Regions from separate parts of the Ovis canadensis genome. Here region 1 is linked to region 2. A link is a contact called in public Hi-C data. All regions are on one chromosome and are shown on one strand. The core of a region is the stretch at or near the end of the contact, and the rest is flanking DNA. Distances in the headings are between cores, read along the strand shown.

The links. A called contact is a pair of places that touch in the nucleus more often than the background predicts.
Region 1: a contact with region 2 is called in a Hi-C map of fibroblasts, with 4 times the contacts expected there. The contact joins the enhancer-like site here to the promoter of CLUL1 in region 2. A contact is called at or near these places in 2 of 2 Hi-C or Micro-C datasets (fibroblasts and lung).

What each region holds. Positions count from the first base shown.
Region 1 is chr23:49,372,975-49,377,204 of ARS-UI_OviCan_v2, reverse strand. No RefSeq gene overlaps it. Among named protein-coding and RNA genes, the nearest start is that of TRNAC-GCA, 5.9 kb to the left of the region's middle. Within about 2 kb of position 1,599, the one cell type or tissue checked has open chromatin away from gene starts, as enhancers often do. A contact at or near this core is called in fibroblasts, where this site is marked.
Region 2 is chr23:49,215,467-49,219,758 of ARS-UI_OviCan_v2, reverse strand. CLUL1 (clusterin like 1) reads right to left here and starts at 1,543. Exons shown (of 7, transcript XM_069568917.1): 1 at 1,438-1,543. The coding sequence starts at 1,543. It overlaps LOC138428570 (U6 spliceosomal RNA), which reads right to left and starts at 2,861; the gene lies at 2,758-2,861.

The DNA.
Region 1 (4,230 bases), core at 350-2,849, 160 kb before region 2:
TGCAGGAGACGTGGGTTCAATCCCTGGGTGGGGAAGATCCCCTGGAGGAGGAAATGGCAACCCTCTAGTATTCTTGCCGGAAGAATCCTTTAGATAGAGAAGCCTGGCAGGCTACAGTCCATACGGTCGAGAAGAGTCAGACACGACTGTAGAAGCTAACACACACACACACAGCGTATACACTATTCACCTGGGAGTCTTATTAAAACGCAACAGGTTGGGGCTTGGAGGGGCCCTGAGATTCTGCATCTAAGACGCTCCCAGGAAGAGACTTTAGAATCTGGACCGATCTGGGTTTTCACCCATCATGCAGGAAGCAAAGAACTCTGCACCTTCAAACTGTAGTGTCTTTACCTGTAAGATAAAACTGCTAACTACTCTGTATTTACTGAAAGTGAAAGTGAAAGTGAAGTCGCTCAGTCGTGTCTGACTCTTTGTGACCCCATGGACTGTAGCCTATCAGGCTCCTCCCTCCATGGGATTTTCCAGGCAAGAGTACTGGAGTGGGTTGCCATTTCCTTCTCCAGGGGATCTTCCCGACCCAGGGATCGAACCCTGGTCTCCTGCATTCCAGGCAGACACTTTAACCTCTGAGCCACCAGGGAAGTCTGTGTACGGATTAAATGAGCTATAGCTCAGGTAAAACACTCAGCACATATATGTAGCAGAGCCTGTGTTCTGTGCTTAATGTGTGTGTGTGTGTGTGCTCCTTCTGTTGTTGTGTGTGTGTGTGTGTGTGTGTGTGTGCTCCTTCCGTCGTGTCTGACTCTTTGCAACCCCGTGACTGTATCCCACCAGGCTCCTCTGTCCGTGAGATTCTCCAGGCAAGAATACTGGAGTGGGTTGCCAGGCCCTTCTCCAGGTGATCTTCCCCACCCAGGGATCAAATCTGTGACTCTTGCACCTCCTGCACTGGCAGACAGATTCTTTACCACAAGCACCACCTGGAAGCCTCTGTATGCTTAATAACTGATAGCTATTATTACATCAAGCAATCTAGGCTGTTTCCAGATTGTCTAAAATCTTTTTACTATACAAAATGGAATCCTCTGCCAGAAACACTGGCTGGAAAGTTTACTCATGGGATTGAAAAGATGTCTACTTCTCCTTCGCATTTTTATCATCATTATCTTACTATTTGGGTTAAGAACAGTCAGACACACTTTTGAAAAGCAACAATATTGAGGGACCGAACATACTTATAAAGGAAAATGATCACTTTTAATTTGATCTGAAATACCTACCTCAGGAATTCCCTGGCAGTCCAGTGGTCAGGACTTGGTGCTTTCACTGCCGAGGGCGACGGTTCAGTCCCTAGACGAGGAACTAAGATCCCACAGGCTGTTGGCATAGCCAAAAATATAAAATAAAATATCTGTCTCAAACTGAAATTAATTTTTTTTAATGGCTTAAGTGGTTTAAAGTGCCAAACTTTTCCCCCAAAAAAAACCTAGCCCTTTAAATCTACATGAAAATATACAGTGTGATTAGCTCGTGACAATAAATTCACTTGGCCAGATGGTTTCCATTTGGTGCAGGCAAGCATTCTCTGAGTAATGGGCCCCAGGAAAGCAATCTCCACCCCACGCTTCCTGTGGCTGAGACTTATAGGGGCGAGTGTGCATCCCAGTGCCTGAATTTCCTAACATGATTAAGCAAGCTAATGAGGGCCCGGTTGGTCATCACATTTGTTCCAGATCCGAAGTTCTAAGCGCACAGCAGTAAGAGGTGTACGTGTTCAAGCAGGACTAGCCAGAAACATAGATCAGGAGAACTCTCATGTTTCGATGTTAACGGAGGCCATGCTGGTCACGCCAACCAGCACCACTTACTTCTTCAGACGAGTGACCAAGAAAAGGATTGAAAACTGTGGCCCTAGGATTTTGTTTGGCTTGGTTTGGTGTTCTAAAATCGTCCCTTTGTAAACACATCTTATGAAAGCCTCTGAGGGAGTTGAGAGGTTGGGATTTTTCCTTGCTTCCCTTCCTATCTCGTCACAAAAGAGGAAGTTAATCATCAGGCGATGAATTCCCAGGTGGCTCAGTGGTAAAAAATCCGCCTGCCAGCGGGAGACGTGGGTTCAATCCCTCAGTCAGGAGGATCTCCTGATGGAGGAAATAGCAACCCACTCCAGTATTCCTGCCTGGGAAATCCCATGGACAAAGGAGCCTGGTGGGCTACAGTTCATGGGATTGAATAAGAATTGGACACAACTTAGCAACTAAAAAACGACAGGAAAAGTTAGATCACTCCTCTGAGACATGTAATTAGTAGAGCAAATGATCTCAGGATGTTCAGGAAAGGAAATCACAGGGGAGGATCTGGTTGTTCTGGCATCATTACACACGAGTATGTAAGAGAGGTCAGAAAATCAGCTGCTGAATCGGGCCATGGTCATTGTAGCAGAATAGTCTCCCTAGCATGACTGAGTTGGAAGTTTTATGACTATCATATAGGGAATTATTCTCCTATGTGGAGGTGCAGAAAGATTAACACACCTGCCCTGTTAGGAGGGTCGACTCAGACCAGGAGTGGAGAATTCCTTGCCGACAGTGACTGAAGTGGAGAATAGGATCGAGTTTCCGTCTTTCTTTGAAGATGGGAATCACTTACACATGACTGACTATAGGTTCAGGAGGAGAAGCTGGAAATACACAAGAGGATGATAGTTGATATATAGGTAGGAGGTAGGGTTTCCCCAGTGGCTCAGCAGATTAAGAATCTGCCCATAATGCAGGAGACACAGGAGACGTGGGTTCGATCCCTGGGTGGAGAAGATCTCCTACAGGAGGAAATGGCAACCCACTCCACTATTTTTGCCTGGAAATTTCCATGGACAGAAGAGCCTGGTGGGCTACAGTCCATGGGGCCACAAAGAGTCAGACACAATTGAGCACAAGGCACAAAGCAAGCAAGGAAGGAGATAAGAGGTCACGGGATCCAGAACATGAGTGGAGGGTGCACACCTTCTGTTGTGAAAGAAGGAAATACGAATGAGTATAAATATCCCAACCTTGTACACACAAGAGTAGAGTGTTTACATTTCTTTGGGTGTCTGTATTTGGCTGGAAAGTTAGATCTGAGACTGCAGGGCAAGGAGCTGAAGGGTAGGATGACAGGATTGCCTGGGTTTTTGTTTTTTTTTTTTTTTTGCTCTGTCGTGTCCAACTCTTTGCAACCCCATGGACTGTAGCCCACCAGGCTCCTCTGTCCAGGGCAAGAATACTGGAGTGGGTTGCCATTTCCTCCTCCAGGGAGGACTAACCTATAAGATTACAAAAGTGGTTGATTGGTTTAATATCAGCCTGTAACAATGTTTGGATACTGTGCGGTGGGGGTTGTTGAGGGAGTTGGGAGTTCTGGTTTTTGTTTTGGTTTTTGGCTACACAGCATTGCTTGCAGGATCTCAGTTCTCTGACCAGGGATTGTACCTGGGCCACTGAGGTGAAAACCCAAAATCCTAACCACTAAGCCACCACAGAATTCGCAGGATGATATAGTTTGTAATCCACAGATTTCTTCATAGGAGGAACAAAATGACCTTAAATATAAAGGTACAGGAGATTTTCTGAGCAATTTTTGTAGCTAGCTCTTCGGAAGGTAAAATTTCAGTCTGAAGTTTTGCTGGGAGGGAAAAAAAAAAGTAGGCTTAAACCTAGGGAGAGGGTATATGCAGTCCCAAAGCAGAGGCATGGATCTTGTTCCTCCAGAGTTCAAACATTTGTGAAATGACAGAACAACTCCCTCTGACTTCTGGTCTATTATCTTTTTATTATACTTGTTTCCTGACAGCCTCTGTTGCAAACACCCTCTCTGCCCATGGAAGGAAATTCAGAAGCCAAGGTCATTCCCTGAAGCGTTTGTCCCAATAACCTTTCTGAATCATACACCCGGCTCTCCAATGTTACTAATCAGACATTTAAAAATCCTTTCGAGACAGAAGAGGCTGTTGGGTCTCATGGCAGAGTGACCTTGACTTTCAGTTCAACAAATACCAGGACATAAACAGTATACAGAGCAGACTTAACAAGTATACCCAGAAACTCATGAGCTAGGCCTGACTCTGAAGATACAGTCATTTTCAAGGTCACAGTTTCAACACAGAAAAAAAACGCATTGAATTAAACAGATTCCAAGTTTTAGTTAGTGTTATTGGTCCCTACTCTCTGGAACGGGCTGAGCACGCTGTAAATTATTCAGGGGCTTTGATGAGTTATACCCGTTACCATA
Region 2 (4,292 bases), core at 294-2,793:
AAGTGAACTTATAAAACAGAAAGAGACTCACAGACTTAGAAAACGAACTCATGGTTGCCAGCGGAAGGGACAGTTAGGGAGTTTGGGAAGGTCAGGTACACACTGCTATATTTAAAGTGGATAATCAACAAAGACCTACTGTACAGCACATGGAACTCTGCTCAATGTTAGGTGACAGACTGGATGGGTGGGGGGTTTGGGGGAGAATAGATGCATGTATATACATGGCTGAGTCCATTTGCTGTTCATCTGAAAATACCACAGCATTGTTAATCAGTTATACCCCAATACAAAATAAAAAGTTTAAAGTTTTATAATAATAATAATAGAAAGAATACAATGAGTTTACCAGTTTTTCGTGTCCCCCCCAGTAGAGGCTTAATTGTTTTTTTATTGCATCAGACTCCAAAAGCAGATCACCATGCTTGGGCTATCAGCTACCACATGGAGGGGGCTACCCACCCCCCGCCCCCCACCCCCTCTTAAGGGAAATACCTTCTGTTCTTCACTTCTGAGCTTCCAGCCAAGTCAGAGTTCATTTAACCCCATCTTATCATTCTCCTCAGAGCCTGTTTTCATTTATCCAATTTTTTTTCCTTCCTTTATTTTTTTTCCTTTATATTAGAAGAAAACATTGAATTTTCTTCACAGACAATTTATATTAAATACCCAACTGGGAACCTCAAACAGAGGAACAATTTCCCTTTCTTTCAGTTTCAATTACCTTCCCAGAAGGCATCAAACCTAGAAAGTATCTGGTATAATGCAAGATTCTTTAATAACCTCCGGGATGTCTCTAACACCCCTTTAGTAAGCCTTTAGTGAGTATGAAATTCATCGTTTGTCATACTCTTTTCACAATAGCCAACGCGGCCGCCAAAGGAGCTTAACCTGGCCTCCAAATTTATTTACAGATCCCCAAAAGGAACATTTAAACTAATTTATTTTTCTAAGATAGGCACCCAAAGCGTATCTCGTCAAACAAAGGTTCCAAGTATGAGCACAAACCAACAGATTCGATGTCACTCCAACCCATCCTTCCACAGTCCCACGAATAATTGCATGGATGACTTTAATTGTTTAAATGTTTCAAATGCTAGCAAAGAATTTCACTGTTCGTTAAAACCGTGCTCAGAGGACACCAAACATCTGGATGAACCCAAGCGGTGCAGCCTAAGACGCTGGCAAGTTTCATCTCTGCGATGCCGAACATCTGGAACTGTGAAGCATTCTCAGAGACACAATTGGAATTTTCTATTTTTAATCCAGATGTTTGGCGTCTTGTCTACTTGGCTTAAGAGCCTGGAGAACGTCTCCCTGTGAAACTAGAGGGCGTTCTGAATGCGGTTATCTCTCGCCTGTAAATCACAGTAAGTGCCAGGAGGACATGGAAACAGGCAGACGGGACACCGTGAAGATAAAGAGACCAAACATTACCCTTCGGGTCTTCATGGGTAGAAATTCGGTCCTTCCCAGTAGGCGCACAGAGACAGTCTTTCAGCCGCAGCAGATACACGATAAACAGCAAGAGTGGCAGCTTCATCTTTCCGCCGTGACTGTGAAGGAAGGATAAACCTGTGTCAGATGCCTTCGGTTTAGTTTCTGTTGGCATCAGTTGAAAACACTTGGTGAGCCAAAGCATTTTTCTGTCGATTTTTCTTTATGACTTTAGACAATGTATGTTGATATGGTTGGGACATAAGGAAACTTGAAATCTAAATAAATTCTTTGAAAAGACAACCCAAATCCCTCTTTTGTTTGAATTCTTCATGGCAGTTAAATAAGGTCTTCATCTGAAGCATTTGAAATTTACGGCAACCTAAAGTATGGATCCCAGCCCCATAGAATCCAAACTTTATTTTATTAAACAACCCCAAACACAGAATTAGCTATGTCAGAGGGGATTGTTTTTTCTCCAGAATTCTGAGACCATAAGTAATTTTTAAACTAGATGTTTAACTTATTTTTTTGTGAAAGCAAGATTTTTCTCATATATCTTATAAAAGCCATCAGATAAATGAATCACACACAAATTTTTTTCTTCTCAGATAATAAATTTCCTTTTATATAATTAGTTGTAAACATTCCCAATAAAAAACATATGCTTTCACAGTTATATCTCTAGATTATCTTAACTCCCCCCAAAAAGGATGTTTATATTTTTTATATATATTTGTTATTTTGGAATAAAAAACCAACCCTATATTATTTAATCTACATTTGGAATGTCTTTAAAATACTAGTAGTTACAAAGCTATCATATTTTACATCTAGAATTATCATTTCAGCTAATTCTTCTCTTTTTGTTAAGACCCTTTCAGTTTAGTGTTGGTCGTTCATTTGTGTACAACGCTTTGTGACCCCGTGGACTGTAGCCCACCAGGTTCCTCTGCCCAAAGGATTCTCCAGGCAGGAATACAGGAGTCAGGAGCCATTCCCTTCTCCCAGGGATCAAGACCCTATTTACCAAATAAAATTTTAACATATTTACCACTAATTTTGCAGGCTCTCCCCAGTGAGGTTGCCACCAGCTTCTGCAAGGACCTTCACTTTCCTCTGATTTAATGTTTGTCTGTGTCAGGGATTTAACCTTGTTCTATTAATTTGATGACACAGCTCTTAATCCTATTAACCTAACATTGTGAGATTAAGAGTATGGTTTAGAATGTGGTAGGGTTTTGAAAGAAACACTAGAGGGCGGGCTGTCTACACGATCAGAAACAGTGATCTTGAGCTACTTTATTTTACACAATTTTTTTTAATACGGAATTCTTCATACATTTGGGTGTCATCCTTGTACAGGGGCCAGGCCTCTGTATTGTCCCAGTGTTTGTATCTGTGTTGCCGAAACAAGCATACACAGATATATTTGATAAGACTCATTGAAGCCTTAGAAATATTTTTTTAATTTGAAATTTTTTCTATATATCTTCTTACACAGGCTTCCCAGGTGGTTCAGTGGCAAAGAATCCGCCTGCCAATGCAGGAGACGCTGGTTCCATTCTTGGGTTGAGAAAGTCCCCTGGAGGAGGAAATGGCTACCCACTCCAGTATTCTTGCCTGGAAAATTCCATGGACAGTGGAGCCCGGCAGGCTACAGTCCTTGACGTTTCAAAGAGTCAGACATGACTGAGCACACATGTATGTGCACGCGCGCACGCGCACACACGCGCACACACGCGCACACACACGCACACACACATGCGCACACACGCACACACACGCGCACACACACGCGCGCGCACACACACACGCGCACACACACACGCGCGCGCACACACACACGCACACACACCTCTTTGTATACAGGTCAAACAAATTTCTTTGTTGGAAATGTAAGGAACAATATGAAAAACAGTAAGAAAATGCTTAGATAAAACATTTTGAGATAACTAATAAGGACCTACTGTATTGCACAGGGAACTCTATACTCTGTGATGACCTATATGGGAACAGAATCTAAAAAAGAGTGGGTATATGTATACATGTAAGTGATTCTCTTTGCTGTACGTCAGAAACTAACACGGCACTGTAAAACAACTATACTCCAATAAAATTAATTTAAAAAACATTCTGAAGATTATTTACATAGTTGTTTGGCATTTTAAAAAAAACATATGCAAACATTTTAACTAGATGAAATGATAACATCTAGCATACAAAGAGTGTAATAGGTGAGCATTTCACTACAATATACTAATTGATTAGCTGACCTAAAAATTCAGCAAATGATTCTTCTAAAAACAATTAGAGAGTCACCATAGCAGCTACTGTAGTCTGGGTCTCTGGCTACTGAAATCTCAAGATTGTCTTGGGGTCCCTTTCCCAAGTTTGGAGGGATTCAATTTATTGATGTTTACTGATTGGACTTATTGATCACTACTTATTGATGCTCGGTACTTTCCAGCACGTCACACTGACTGTCTAAACTGACTCGCCTGCCTTTTGGGGCCCTTAGAAGTTGATCATTGTGTCTGAGCAACCTGCAGTCTGGAGTAGAGATAATCCCCTTGGACACGGGGATGGGGAATTATAAGACACACCAGAAGTCTTGTCCACATCTCATTTAGCTGTCTTGTGCGTGTGCTAGGTCGGTTCAGTCATGTCCAACTCTTTGTGACCCCATGGACTGTAGCCTGCCAGGCTCCTCTGTCCATGGGGATTCTCTAGGCAAGAATACGGGAGTGGGTTGCCATTTCCTACACCAGGGACCTTCCTGACCAAGCGATTGAACCCAAGTCTCCTGCACTGGCAGGCAGGTTCTTTACCCCCTGGGAAGCCCTTAGCTGTCT